2 separate regions of the Mus musculus genome follow, and region 1 is linked to region 2. A link is a contact called in public promoter capture Hi-C data. All regions are on one chromosome and are shown on one strand. Each heading gives the region's core, a stretch centred on a gene start, on an enhancer-like site or on the middle of the called end of the contact. The rest is flanking DNA. Distances are from core to core; before and after follow the strand shown. Region 1 overlaps Lima1 (LIM domain and actin binding 1). Region 2 overlaps Faim2 (Fas apoptotic inhibitory molecule 2).

Region 1 (7,632 bases), core at 2,360-4,859, 310 kb before region 2:
CTTGGTCCTGATGTTTGTGTGGGAATAGAAACCCAGTCTAAGACAATGCCTATACTGGGAAGGCTGAGGCAAAAATGTCTGGAGGTCAAAGATCAAAGCCAACATGGGGTCTATAGCGAATTCTAAGTCAGGGTGAGCTATATAGCAAGATTCTACTGTTTTAAAAGGAAGGGCTGGAGCGACCCCTGGCTGCTCTTATGGAGGTCTGGAGTGTGGTTCCCAGCGCCCATGCGACAGACAGCTCACAACCATCTTTAACCCCAGATCCAGGACCTCTGATGTCTTCTTCTGACCTCTGTGGGCCCTGCACTCACATATGTATCCATCCACAAGCACACACACATACACATAAAATAAAATAGATGTTTTTGGAACAAAGAGAAAACAACCCAATCATAAAGTTTTTCTCTCTGTATGGTTTTCCCCCCTAAGGTTTTGTTTGTGTTTGTTTGTTTCGAGACAGGGTTTCTTTTCATAGCCCTGGCTGTCTTGGGACTCTCTCTGTAGACCAAGCTGGCCTCGAACTCAGAAATTCGCCTGCCTCTGCCTCCCAAGTGCTGGGATTAAAGGCGTGCACCACCTTATGTAAGGGTGTCTGTGGGATAAAGTCTGAGAGTAAACGTTGACATTTGTGTTTAGTTTTGGCAAGAAGGTGACAAATGTCTTCCCAAGAGGCTTTGCCTTCCCACCAGCAGTGTTGGATGGAACCCACTCCCCATCCCCTCCTCAGTGTAGCATGCTTGCTTTTGAAAAAAAATCTCTTTCTCCTTGTTAAGTAAAATCTGTTCTGCTGGAGATGTGGAGCTCTGGGTAGAGTGATTCCCCAGTGTCCAGCTGGGCTCAATGCCAGCACCAGATAAAACCAGGTTACAGTGGTGCACACGAGTTGAAGCAGGATCACAATTGGAAGTCCAGATTAGACCATTAGGTGAGACCTTGTGTTGTTTCATTTTGTTTTTTAAGATTTATTTTTTTTATTTTATGCATATGAGTACACTGTAGCTGTCTTCAGACACACCAGAAGTTGGATCCCGTTACAGATGGTTGTGAGCCACCACGTGGTTGCTGGGAATTGAATTCAGGACCTTTGGAAGAGCAGTCAGTGCTCTTAACCGCTAGACCTTGTGTTTAAAAAAGGAAAAGAAGTAGAGCTGGGGAAGGGGCTCAGTGGGTAAGCGCTCTTGTTGCATGAGGACTTCGGTTGGGATCCTCAGCGCCCTCATAAAAAGCTGAACACACTGAGCCTTTGATCACAACACTCAGGAAGCAGAGGCCAGTGGGTCTCTGTGAGTTCTAGGCCAGTCTGGTCTACATGGAGTCCCTGTCTCAAATAAACAAAACAAAACGAAACAAAAACAAAAACAAAAAAACAAGCAAGCCAGGCATGACCCCATATATCTGTGACCACAGAGCTGGGAAAAACAGAAACAGGATGGTGGTTGGATCAGTGATTCTGGGTTCAGGGTACCCAGGGAAAAGGCAGGAAGCAATAGATGATGACATCACATGATCTTTCGTGTCCTCTGCACATGCTCTGGTGGGTATATGTACCTCTGCACGCGTGCATTCACCTCCCCCTGCAAGTGAAGAACTGAAAAACCTCATACCATCAAATTCATATGAATGAGGTGGTATGATTGTATCTTTCAGATCAGTACCTTAACTTGGTCTAAGTTCAGGCATTGCAGGGAGTGAGTAACCTCATAGACATACCAACAGCAACTAAGATTTCAGAGACGTCACCAAATGTGGGGGGGGGGGGGAGGTCTGTGCAATAGAATTCATGGGATGCTGTTTGTAGTTGACTACTAATTCCAAGGGCTTTGGTTTTTTGTTTGGTTTTGGGGTCTTATGTAGTACAGGTTGGCCCTCAAACTCAGTGTAGCTGAGGATGCCCTTGAACACCTGACCCTAACCTTACTGCCAGGACATCCAGTGCATGTCTAGTTTGTACAGTGCCGGGATGGAGCCCAGAGCTGTGCGGTGTTGGGTAAGCAACTGAGCTCCGTCGTCTACACCCCGTACCCTCTGCAGCGTTTTCTCACGTGATCTCATCCTTCTGTTTCGTCGTGTTCTAGCAGAGCATGTGACCATCCAGGGCCCATCAAGTGTGGGCGCTGTGGTTCTATGCCACTCCTGGGAGACTTGGTGAAAGACAAAAGCTGGCAGAAACAGGTCTGCAAAATAGGTTTCTAAAAACGAAAGGAGTAAGAGCCAAGTTTAACCTGAAAATATCGCTTCTCTCCCCTCTCTGAAGGTACCAGAAGGCTGCTGAAGAAGCCAACATGGAAAGGAAGAAAAATGTAAGTACTCAGAGGCCCCAGGGCATGTAGAGCTCAAGCAGTCTGCGTGGCCTAGCCACCTGCCCCTCAGTGGCGCTTGCGCTCCTCTCCGTGACAGCTGAGCTGGACGTTTGTGTCATTTGGTCTGATGGCAAGCCATTTGCTGGGAGAAGTTGGCTTAGGTGCAGGGAGTCTGAGTTTCAATGTTTTACTTTTGGGCGCCACTCCCAACCCCCCCCTTACTGTAACTAAGAAAAAAGGATGGAGGGCCAAATGCTTTGCTAAGCTTAATGAAGTGCCCACCAAAGGAGAGCAGGTGCCACCATCTCTGCCTCCAAATGGAAGAATCTGCCTTTGAAAGGAAACTCTGCAACTGTGTTTATCTGCCTGGTGCTTTGCTTGAAGCTGGCCCAGTCTGGTTAGTGTGTTTCCCAGCTGCCTGAGTGGGGGGGCGGGGGGGGGGTGTGCTCAAGCCCCCTGCCAGTCCATTCTCTCCCTGCTGTGACTTCCAGCTGGGCCAGATCCTTTGTCTTTTTCTAGGATGGAGTCTCACTCTGCACCCAGGCTGAGTTTGAACTCAGGGAGAGAAGTCCCTGGGCCTTAGCTCTGAAGGATTTAGTGTCAAAGGAGCGTAGCTTAGATGGGTGCCTAGCACTTGCCTGTTGGTTTGGTCTCTCTGGGGAGCAGTATTAACTGGGTCTCCAGCTTAATCTTCCTGTGATTTCAAAGTTGAGCTTCCTGGTGCATTAACAGGGGGAAAAAAAAAGCCTTTGATGGTGATGATTCATGCTAATAATCCTAGAACTCAGAAAGCTGAGGCAGGAGGATTGGTGTAAATTTAAGGCCTACCTGAGCGACATGAGTTCTAGACCAGCCTTGCTTGCAGTATAATACCCTGTCAAAAAACCAAAAATACAAAAACAGAATGAAAGAAAAAAGCACCATTAGCTGCTCTACAGCCGGCTGCTTTCGCCTTCTCTCTCGTCCCTATTTTTCCTTTTACCCATTTAATTAACACGTTTTTTGTAGGGCATCTATGTGCTAAGCACTGTTCTAGACATTAAAAATATGGACTACATCTTCTCAGGCATTTTCATTCAAGTGGAGGAAACAAGGACACACATGCACACACACACACACACACACACACACACACACACACACACACACACACACACGTCAGTTAGCAACTATTGGCTTAAAGCAGCAGAAAGGGTAAAGGGTAGTTTAGGTGTGGCCCTCTCTTGGGGGACTTAAGTAACCCAGAGCTGAGGTCATGAGCCAAGGAAAAAGTCAGACAGAAAGAACCATACATGTAAATGTCCCAAGGAGAAGTCATGTTGGACATTGGAGGACTAGAAAGAGAAAGGGCTTCAGAATCCTTGGGAAGGTTGGAGCTTTAGTCCAAAGAAAAACAGGCCTTTGGGGAAATGTGCGAAGGGCTGACGTGACCCAGCTTAAACTGCCAAGGAACAAAGGCAGAAGCAGGCAGAGCAACTCAGGACAGCGATGGGGATGCAGAGGCAGCCAGCAAGGCATGGAGATGCAGTCCCAGCATTGGGGAGGGGGCAGGAGGGTCAGAAGTTCAGGGTCATTCTTAGCTACATAGTGCGTTCAAGGCAGCCTGAGCTAGGAATTGAGGAACTGAATCTCAAAGATTTATTTATTATCATGTGTAAGTACACTGTCTTCAGACGCACCAGAAGAGGGCATCAGATCTCATTACGGATGGTCGTGAGCCACCATGTGGTTGCTGGGATTTGAACTCAGGACCTTTGGAAGAGCAGTCAGTGCTCTTAACCACTGAGCCATCTCTCCAGCCCAAGGCTGTCTTAAAAGAAAGGACTGTAATGATTTTGAAAAGATTGTGAATTGTACTGCAGCGGTAGTATTGTAGTGAGAACAGCCCGATCGAGATGTAATCAGCTCTGGATCTGTTTCATATATGGCTGGTCTTTCTGTCTGTCTGTCTATCTGTCTTCCTTCCTTTCTTTAATTTTCCAGTGTCTTATTATAGGGTTTTATGTGGCCTAGATTGGCTTTGAACTCATTATAGTCAGAATTAGCCCTGAACTCCACTGGAACTACAGGTATTCGCCACCACACAATCACCACCAGCTCTGAGGTACTTTCTTAAGATCAACAAGTGAATCAAGAACTGAGAGAGATGGCTCAGCAGTTAAGAGCACTGGCTGCTCTTCCAGAGGACCCAGGTTCAATTCCCAGCACCTACACGGTAGCTTACAGACAGATGTCTAACTCCAGTTCCAGTTCTAGCTAGTCTTGAAGTCACTCTGTAACCCAAGTAGGCCTTTAACTGGTAACCATCTGTGCCACCCCCCACCCCCCAGTAGCTGGGATTACAGGCCTGTGCCACCAAGCCTGGCCATGCTCATTTAATAATATCATCACTACTTTCCAGAAGCCTGCTGATGTCAAACGCTATATTGTATACATGAACAAAGGCTCAATATAAAGGGTACAGTAGCTACAGAATTTATAGTTTATAGAAATAGTCTATAATAGTTTATAGAAACTGGACAACTTGTCCAAAGTCACATGGCTGGATGGGGGTAGCGTATGCAGATAACACTCGTTACTTGTAGAGAATACAGAGAAGGAGGATGCAGGTTATCTATGTAAGCAGCTATCCGATCGACGGTCAAGCCAGGCCTCTCAGCCTAACGTTCCTTTCATTTTTGACTTTATTGATGATTTCTGTGGTGTAACTCTTCTCTTCCCTATCTCGGCTCGCCCCTAGTCCTAAAGACTGGGCCATGGCCTGGGTCTCACTCTCAGGGATGGTTTATGGGTGTGGGGTTTTTAATGACGGGTCAGCCCACACTGCCTTGGGCTTCTCCACATCTCTCTCAACACTCTTGAAGCTGCACCTTTAAGAGGCCATTTTTTTTAATGTGTTCTGATTGGGGAGGTGGGCTGAGTATGTGTGTGTAGATGTATGTTTGTTTGAATATGTTCACCTATGTGCACATGCGTGTTGTATATGTGCACACACGTGCCCATACATGTGAAGGCCAGAACACATTAGGTGCTGCTCCTGCTGGGGCCCCACCCACGTGGCACTCACCAGTTACACTAGCCTAGCTGGCCAGCGAGCCCAGGGACCTCCCTGTTTGACCTCCCCAGCACTGGGCTCACAAGTGTGCATCAATATGCTTGGCTTCCTGGGTTTTGTTTTTGTTACTGTTTTTTTTTTTTTTAATCTGTTTCTTAGATACAGTCTCACGCGTTAGCTAAAAGCATACCGTGACCTCTCTGTCTCCAGTGCTGGGTTTGCAGTCCTTCACTTCCTTTCTAGCAGGGGCACCTCTTTGCTTAATCAAATTCAGTTTTGAAAGAGGAACACATACTGAAATTAAGCAGACCCAAGTCTGCACACTGCTACAGAGATAGAATGACCATTCTGCGGCTGTGGAGCCTCACACTGGAGTTTACACTCTGACTATCAGATACATTCTTTTACACTTATGCACCACAAGAAAGAAAAACGATGATACAGTTAAGAACCAGAGGAGCAATTAACTTTCTATCACTCGTAAGCATTGGGGGGGTGGGGGGGGGGCAGTCATCTGAATGCAGGTAATAGACACAGGTTACACAGGTTATAAAAGAGAAGATGAAGAAGAGAGACAGGTGAGGTGGTACAAGGGTGGGTTTCTGAGTTCAAAGCCAGCCTGGTCTACAGAGTGAGTTCCAAGTCAGCTAGGGCTACACAGAGAAACTGTCTCAAAAAAAGAGGAGGAGGAAGAGGAGGGAACACTTTTCAATAAAAGAGCATGCTTTCTCTCTCTGAAGATGATGCTCTCTCTCTCAACAGGATGTCCTCCATCACACCTCTCCTTGTTTGGGACACTGGTACTTTGCCACCCAATCCCCTTTCTGCTCATCATAGGCAGAGCTGAGTTTTCACACTGCTCATAGGAGCCGTGACTTGTATTTATGTCTCTGTGAAAGTGTTTGTTGTGCGGTGAAGGTGATAAAGAGCTTCGGTTTGTCCTCCCGGTTGTCACACGTTTAAACATATTTATTACAAAAGGAGAGCACAAAGCTATGAGTGGATCCCTCGGGAGGCAGCTCAGCAGCGTGCTGGCCTTGCAGATTCGGGGGCTTGGACTTCGACCCCTAGAATCCTTGTTTAAAAAACAATTAGCTGCTTCCGAAGGTCCGAAGTTCAAATCCCAGCAACCACATGGTGGCTCACAACCATCCATAACGAGATCTGACGCCCTCTTCTGGAGTGTCTGAAGACAGCTACAGTGTACTTACATATAATAAATAGATAAATAAATCTTTCAAAAAAAAAAAAAAGAAATTAAAATTTAAAAAAAAAAAAAAAAAAAAGGGGGCTGGTGAGATGGCTCAGTGGGTAAGAGCACCCGACTGCTCTTCCGAAGGTCCGAAGTTCAAATCCCAGCAACCACATGGTGGCTCACAACCATCCATAACGAGATCTGACGCCCTCTTCTGGAGTGTCTGAAGACAGCTACAGTGTACTTACATATAATAAATAGATAAATAAATCTTTCAAAAAAAAAAAAAAAGAAATTAAAATTTAAAAAAAAAAAAAAAAAAAAAAAAAAAAAAGGGGGCTGGTGAGATGGCTCAGTGGGTAAGAGCACCCGACTGCTCTTCCGAAGGTCCGAAGTTCAAATCCCAGCAACCACATGGTGGCTCACAACCATCCATAACGAGATCTGACGCCCTCTTCTGGAGTGTCTGAAGACAGCTACAGTGTACTTACATATAATAAATAGATAAATAAATCTTTCAAAAAAAAAAAAAAGAAATTAAAATTTAAAAAAAAAAAAAAAAAAAAAAAACAATTAGCTGTAATCTTTCTTGTAATCTCAATTCTGGGAAGGCTGGAGACCGGATGATTCCTGAGGTCATTGTCCAGCCAGTATCCTAGCCTACTTAGTGAGTTCCAGGGGAGAGAGAGATTGTCTTTAGGGAAAAAAAAGTTAGGTAGTACCTGAAGAATGACACGTGAGGCTGTCTTCTGGCCACCACACAGGAGCACATACACATGTGCACGCGCGCACACACAAACGTGTGCACATAAGTAAATGACTAAACATCTGGATGACCTCTAGACTGCTTTTCTATGCTCATTAACTATATTCACTCAAAATGGGATCTTTCTGACTTATAATTTCCTTTTTTTTTTTTAATTGAAAAGCATTTTTCAGTAAAAATGCAGTGATCTGTGTGTCTGAACAAGGTAGGGTCCAGTCACCAAAGCGGATATGTCTCTACCTCTCAGGGCTCCTGTGCAGGACAAGTAGGCAGGGCAAGTGAAGGCAGAGACCTGAATGATTCATCAGGTCTG
Region 2 (7,315 bases), core at 152-2,651:
CATCCGGCTTCACTTTCCCGGCCATCTCCTGCAGGTGGAGGATGGGGGAGGGGGACTGTAGCTGAGAAAGATACAATGTGGCTCCAGGGTCCTGCAGGCTCAGGGGCACTCCTGGGGGACCAGCTAAGTCCAAAGAGGCAGAATTTGGCTAGCCGTGCAGGAGGGGAATTGACCACGGCGGCGTAGGAGCAGATTCCCCACCCCATCTCACAAATGCCCACCCACCGGAGGGCTCTTCCAGGGACTCCGATTGGCATCCTGCCTGCCCAAAGGAGTGCCTACTGGGTAGGAGCTGAAGCCACCAATGCTGGGGAACAGATTGGAGACGTGACAGGTGGTTCAAATCCTAAGAACACAGGAAAGAACTAGTTGGATCTATTAGGGACTCAACAATATTCTCTCCGGCCACATCCGGTAGCTGGTCTCCCATGGCCTCTTGTCTGCCAGGGTTGGAGGGTATTCCTTATCCCCTCTAACACACTTCCATGCTGCCCAGCCCCAGCCTCTGGGCAGTTGGCATCAAGTCTAGGATGTCTAGATTGACTCCTTGGCTCTTCCCAGGATCCTGTTGACGAAGGGAGGGGCCAGAGCTGGCCTGGGGGCCTCTGTGTCTCTAGGATGGGAGGGGGCTACAGGAAGGAGTCCTAGAACTTCAAAGCACCCTTTATTGACCCACGTTGAGCTGATGGGATGCCTTTGTTTCCAGGAACCTTCTAGAAAGGTTTCTGGAAGGGATCCACAAAGGGTAATGCACCTTATACTTGTGACTGTTTGCGTTCACAGTGGGGGTGAGCACAGGCCGGAAAGGTGCTGCTCTGGCCTCCAGAGGCAGGGCCATCATGGCCCTCTGGCAGAGACTCCAGATGCCTCCACTTCCATACCCACCCTGGCTGACTTTTTCCACCTGAGCTCTTTTTTTTTCCCAAAATTTATTTTTATTTTATGTTTATGAGCATACCATTGTGAGCCATCATGTGATTGCTGGGAATTGAATTCAGGACCTCTGCTCACTCCAGCCCTGCTCTCTCCGGGCCAAAGATTTATTTATTATTATATTATACAAATGTTTTATTATATTATAAATATTATATTACACAAATAATATATTTATTTTATGTAAGTACACTGTAGCTGTCTTCAGACACACCAGAAGAGGGGTGTGTCTGAAGACAGCTCATTACAGATGGTTGTGAGCTGGGATTTGAACTCAGGACCTTCGGAAGAGCAGTCAGTGCTCTCAACCACTGAGCCGTCCGTCTCTCCAGCCCCTCCACCTGAGCTCTTGCTTCCAAGGCAGAGACAGAGAGCTCTCTGTGAGGAACAGACAGACCCCAGATAGAGCAGGGATGATTTGGCAACCTGAGGAGGAGCCTAGAGCCAGACCCAGGCTGAGGGAATGACTGGCAAACAGGATGAGTCGCACTTGGCCAGCCTGAGCCTGGGGCTGTGCTCCAAGGAAAGACATGTCAGGTCTGTGGGAAGCCCCTGTGGGAACCACTGGGAGCTCCCCAAGAATCACAGCCTCTCTCAGACCCGGCCTTCTTAGAGAGGAGCTACCCCTGTTCTTCCATTCTCAGGACTGAGCCCTGCCCCAACTTCTGGCACCTCCGCCAGCCAGCTGTGTGCTAAGCCAATCTTTCCTCTCCCACAGGTCCCCTGGCTCCACGCGGTCTATGCTGTACTGGGAGCGGGTGTGTTCACGTTGGTGAGTTTGGCCCAGCTCCTGGGGCCACCATCTCAGCTTTGTGATTCTCTCCTCAGACCCTTCCACCCTGTGTCTTCCTTATGGTCTCTATGGAACCTTTCGGCAGCATCCTAGGGTAGGGCTGGTGCCGTGCTCAGGCAGGGAATTCTGTCTTGTGTCCAAGATAGACTCTCTGAGCAGGGCAACATCAGGAGAACATCAGGGTAGAAGCTGGTGGCCAGAGGGGATTAGGTGACCAGGACTAAGAAGACGGGTCATTCTGGCAGAGCACAGGGATATCTGGCTGTGGGGACCAAATTAGTAAATCCTAGAGCAGTCTGGGAAGATTCCCATACCTGGCGAAAGTCTCCATCAGAAGGACCTCTTTCTTTGCTGTTCTTACCAAATTCAGTTAACAGTGATAGCTAATTCACTTCTTTACGTACGTATATACTTATTTGTCTTTTATAAACAAAGTGGCCTTGAACTTTCGATCCTCCCACCTCAGTGTCTAGAGCCTGGTATTATAGGCATGCACCACACCTGGGGCTCAGCTAATATTTATCCAGCACTCACTGTCCCTCAGCCGGCTCTCTTTTGTTCTTAATTCACACACCACACCTAGCAGATAGGTCCCACTCTTCTGCGATCACAGTGAAGAGGAAGTCCAGAGATGTCAGATAACGTATTGAGGTCATTTTAGGACATGGTAGGATCAAGCTGGGAACTTGGATATCTGGTTCCAGAGGCCGGGTGGAAAGTGCCTAGAAGCAGATACCCAGGCTACGTGGCCAAAGATGGACAGATGCCTGCCCAAGGCAGCCCCACATATCCTTGAGTCAGGTGGACCCCAAGCACCTGAATATGTGCCTCAGGAACACCCAAGAGACACGCCAGGTGTCCATGACATCATGGGAAGCCATGCAAAGAGATATCTCTTGCCAGTGAATCAATGGCTGGATCTCTCTCTCTCTCTCTCTCTCTCTCTCTCTCTCTCTCTCTCTCTCTTTCTCTCTTCGTTTGCTCAACTACACTAAGTAGCTACAGTCCCAGGTTTATCACAAATTCCAGAGACTCAAAGAATGTCCAACGTATCCCGTGAGGTAGACAGCGCTGATGTAAGAATTGCCTCATCCATTCTCCACCCACCCACCATGGCGGTACTCACCCATAAAACTAGCATCTGGGAAGAGGAGGCAGGAGGATTAGAAGTTCAGAGTCATTCTTGGCTACTTAAGAGAGTTTGAGGCCACAGGGGACCCTGTCTGAAAGTAAGCAAAGCCAAGCACCTTCTTCATCGGAAGCCCTAGGGTTACAGAGTTGTCAGTAACGGTCAGATCTGGGACCAAGCCTCAGTTGCACTGTGCCTATTTGGTGCCATTTCCAGTCCCTGAGGTCCCTAAGAGAGAAGGAACTTCTCCTGGCTGGGACTTGGGCAGAGGATGGGCAGAGCCATCCAGTCATCCTCTCTGTCAGGTATCAAGGGGAACATGACAGGTGAGAGAAGTGAGGTCAGACAAGGGTCAAGGCAGGGTAGAGCTGTGCTGGGCTTAGGGGCTCATCATTCATGGGTCTTTATTGAGCATCTACTATGTGTGAAGTGCTTTGCTACCTGCCCAGAAGTCTTGGTCAGAACTAAGAGCCCTGTTTGGGTGGAGGAAGAACAGTGTTTGGGTGAATATGTCAGGTCTGTGGCGGCTCCCTGTGGGTCTCTTCATGATTACCAGAAGCACTGGGTGAATATTGTTAAATGGCCCAAGGCCACCTAGTCAAGGAACATAAGGACCAGAAGAGCTAGACACAGCAAACCCCCTCTTACGGGTGTGAAAACCAACATCTAGATAGATCAGACGAATAGGCTGAGACAGTGGTTCTCAACCTGTGGGTCACGGGCCCTTTGGGGGTTGAACGACCCTTTAATGAGGGTCAACTATAAGAGATTTCCTGTGTATCAGATACTTACATCATGATTCAAAACAGTAGCAAGGTTACAGTTATGAAGTAGCAATGGAAATAATTTTGTGTTGGGGTAGGGGGTTACAATCACAGAAGGAACTGCAGTAAAGGGCCGCAGCATTCGAAAGGCTGAGAACCACTGGTGTAAGGTTCCCCGCAAGTCAACAAGTATGGCTCAAGACTCGGCTGCCAGGTTACACATTCCCTGTGTCAGTGGGGAACCCCACTTCTTGGGAACCCTACGTCCTAAATAAAGTGAGATGGCTGTTTACCCCAGGATACCCACTTACCCCAGGATACCCACTTCTCCTGACTCCTGGACCAGTGTTCCTCCTTCCACGTCATATTTTCTCAAGCAAAAGAGCAATCTCAGAGAATTGGAGGGGGATCGGCATGGGAGAAAGGAAGAGAGCAGAAATCAGGGCCACCAGCCCCGGGCAGTAGTATCAGGAGGCTGCAGAGAGCAGCCATGGCAGGGAGCAGAAGAGGCAGGCCCGAGCAAGGGAAGCCGGTGGAGTTGGAAGACAGCCTGTGGAGGACCAGGGCGTGCACTTTGCTTCCTGAGGGTCAGGTTGCAGCAAGCGTGAAGGCAGGTAGGGTTGGCTGGATGCTAAGCCTTTGAATCTGTTCAATAATCCCTCGTGTTATTAGAATAATAAGAATAATCCCGGCCGCCTGTCCCACCCATAGCTCTCTGTATAACATTTTCATGCTTATTGCTTCGTTACGTCTTACTACAACACAGGGAAGGAGGCAAGGCTGACATTGTTCTAAGAACTGCCTTGCACACTCGAGGCCTTGGGTGTTAAATTGTGAATTTGGTAAAGTCTCGCAGCCAGTTAAGCACAGGTCCAGGCCCAGGTGACCCAGGGCCAAGGTGTCCTGAAACTGGTGTCCAGTGCCTCTGTGGTCACCTGGGGAGAGGATAAACCTCCTCTGTCCTCTTCATCACCACCACCACCATCGTCATCACCAACAACCACCATCTTCATCATCATGTGTTTCATGTGTTGACTTCTCTGCTAGATTCTTGTGTCAGCATGGAAACATACTGTGATTTCTCCCATCTAAAGGAACATAAAGCCCACAAAATACTCTTAACCCACATCTCCCTAAAGCTCTTGCCCAGATATAGCAAAAAAAAAAAAAAAAAAAAAAAAACAAAACAAAAAACTTCCTTAGGAATCTCTGTTCATTTCCCACAATGCCCCACCCCACCCCAGTGCCCCCTCCCCCCAGTTGTCTGTTCCCATACTCTCTTGTGTGCCTTTTCCATGCAGCCAGGGCTCTGTGCACGCAGAGTGTGAGCTCTGCTATGGAGCTTCATCCCCAGTCCACCGAGAACTCTGCAGAATGCAGTGCTATTCAGTTCACCAGTAACCTCCATGGGGACAAACCCAGCAGGCAGTCTGAGCCCTCCTTGGCCTAACTCAGCAGAAGCACCCCCTAGGCCTCTGGCTCCTGGGTTTTGGTTAGACGGCCCCATGGTGGCTTGCCTGGGTCCCTGAGTCTTTCCATCGTCTTCCCTCAGGACCCCAGTCGGGCCCAATGCTTTGGGGTTTTTTTTGTTTTGTTTTGGTTTGTTTTGGTTTGGTTTGGTTTGGTTTGGTTTTTGGTTTTTTGAGACAGGGTTTCTCTGTGTGGCCCTGGCTGTCCTGGAACTCACTTTGTAGACCAGGCTGGCCTCGAACTCAGAAATCCACCTGCCTCTGCCTCCCAAGTGCTAGGATTAAAGGCTTGCGCCACCACTGCCTGGCTAATGCTTTGGATTTTATGCTTCATGCTGATGACTGTGGATTTATGTCTCCGGCCCTAGTGTCTGAGTTCCAGACTAGAATGTCCAGTTGTGTCGTCAGTGCGCCCATTTGAAATCTGACTGACCCTTTACCCTCACTAACGTGCAAGCCACTTCTTTTGCCTGGGTCCCTCTGACTCTGTGTCCTTCCCACGGCTTCTCTCGGAGTTCCCCACTCAAGGCAAATTCCTCGGCAGCCTCTCCCTTCCCGACACCCTACACGTCAGACTCATTCGGCAGCAGGTCTCATGGCTCTACCTCTGCTCTAGAGCCTAAGCGCCCTGCTAAGCTTTGTGGCCCTTCTTTCCCCATGCCACCTGGCTTGTTGTGATGCTCCCTGCAGCTTCCCCTGCTGTGCCCCCTGTCTCTGGTCCAGACAGCAGGCAGGGGTGGGGATCCCCTGCTTCACATCCAGCAGGTGGTTGCTCCCCACAGACCCCCTTTGAACTCCTCTCTCCAACTCTGCTGCACCCCTTGTTGCCTAGGCTGAGTGGCTCCTTCCACACCCAGGATCACGCAAGGATCTGCTCCTCCGTCCTGAGACCCTCCCAGCTTTTCCTTCTCTTCCTTCTGTGCTTTGTTTTCCTTCGCCCACCGCTGAGTGGCTGCTCCCTCCTCCCCGGAGTCCTAGCTCTGGAGACCCTATCTCTTCCTCTGGGTTTTTCTGATCTGTTTGGTTTTCCGACTCAAGGGGAAGTTAACTCCCTGAGGGCGAGGCTCACCAACCACTCTGGCTTGTGCGTTGATGTAGCCCCGGCTCCCAGAACAACCTCATACACAGCAGACACCCCTGGGGGCTTGTGGGGTGAATGGATGCCCGAGGAGTGAGTGGGGGCAGGGATCTGAGGTGCTGGGATGGCCAGTCTCAGAGCTGAGTGTGCACTGTCCCCGCTGCCTCCTGTGAGTCACAGGGAGGAGGCACTTTGGTGCCCAGTGACCCCCAAATGTCTCATTCAATTAGTGCACCAAAAAGTCTTGGTTGGGATCATCTTGAAAGTTACATAAAGAATAGTTGAGAGCGTCCATGGGTGGGCCCTTTTGCTTAGAGATGGGAAGACAGGCCCTTGCATGCCATGACACATGTAAGAGCCCTGTGTCTTAAGCTACTCCGAAGAAGGTCCGGCAAGGTTAAAGCATTGTTCCCAGGCAAGGAAACGTAAAGCCTCAAGTGTTGCTAGAGGTAGACCGGCCCTTGGCACCACCCTGCACAGTTTCTGCCCAGCCCTACAGCCTGGCCTGTGAATTTACCTCCCAAGAAAGCACCCAAGTGGGGAGAGGAGGGGAGAGCCGCTCGGAGCCGACACCTTTGAGCTGACTCACCCACTTACTAGCATTTCAGTTCTGGCATCCAGCAAGGGGGTAGGGGTCAAGCTGCAAACTCAAGGCTTCCTGACACTGCGCCAAGGCTGAGTGTGGGAGAGACAGACGTAGGAGGGGGCTGCTTCTCAAGGCTGGATCAGCACCCCAAGAGGCCTCGGCTTCCATGACGGGGGTCCCTACCCTGAAAGATGGAAGAAGCTCTCGGGGTTAGAGCTGAGAGTTCTAGGACAGAGGCTCTGGATATTCTTCTCGGTGTCTGTAAAGCCCAGGCTGGTGGGAATAGGGAACTTGCCAGGGAGGGTCCAGGGCCTCATCCAACACTTCCTGTTATCCCTTCCTTGAACATTGCTGATGGGGAGTAGTCAAGTCAAGGCTGTGCTGAGTGTCCGTGTTTTGTCTGACTGCAGTGAAGAGAAAGGGTCCCATTGTGTCGCTAACCCACAGAAGGCTAAGTGGGAGGAGCCATCCCAAAGGCCAAAGTCACCCTCCAGTTATACAAGAGGGAACAGGGCACCAGATGGGCCCAGTTCTGGGCTCCCACCAACTTGGAAGCCTGTGTT

The links. Capture Hi-C pulls out chosen DNA fragments and counts their contacts.
Region 1: a promoter capture Hi-C map of adipose tissue shows a contact between it and region 2. The contact joins two enhancer-like sites. A contact is called at or near these places in 1 of 39 promoter capture datasets (hematopoietic stem and progenitor cells), 1 of 484 Hi-C or Micro-C datasets (nephron progenitors), 1 of 115 datasets of contacts at active chromatin or transcription factors (embryonic stem cells) and 2 of 9 other capture datasets (adipose tissue and embryonic stem cells).

The regions. Positions count from the first base shown.
Region 1 is chr15:99,821,463-99,829,094 of GRCm38.p6, reverse strand. Lima1 (LIM domain and actin binding 1) reads left to right here. Exons shown (of 11, transcript NM_001113545.1): 3 at 2,258-2,303. The region is part of intron 1 of Gm17057 (a long non-coding RNA gene); the gene reads right to left. Among named protein-coding and RNA genes, the nearest start is that of Gm17057, 7.3 kb to the right of the region's middle. Within about 2 kb of position 3,609, at least 15 of the 459 cell types and tissues checked have an H3K27ac peak or open chromatin away from gene starts, as enhancers often do. A contact at or near this core is called in adipose tissue, where this site is marked.
Region 2 is chr15:99,504,972-99,512,286 of GRCm38.p6, reverse strand. It overlaps Faim2 (Fas apoptotic inhibitory molecule 2), which reads left to right. Exons shown (of 12, transcript NM_028224.4): 11 at 1,652-1,705. Among named protein-coding and RNA genes, the nearest start is that of Faim2, 20 kb to the left of the region's middle. Within about 2 kb of position 1,401, at least 35 of the 459 cell types and tissues checked have an H3K27ac peak or open chromatin away from gene starts, as enhancers often do. A contact at or near this core is called in adipose tissue, where this site is marked.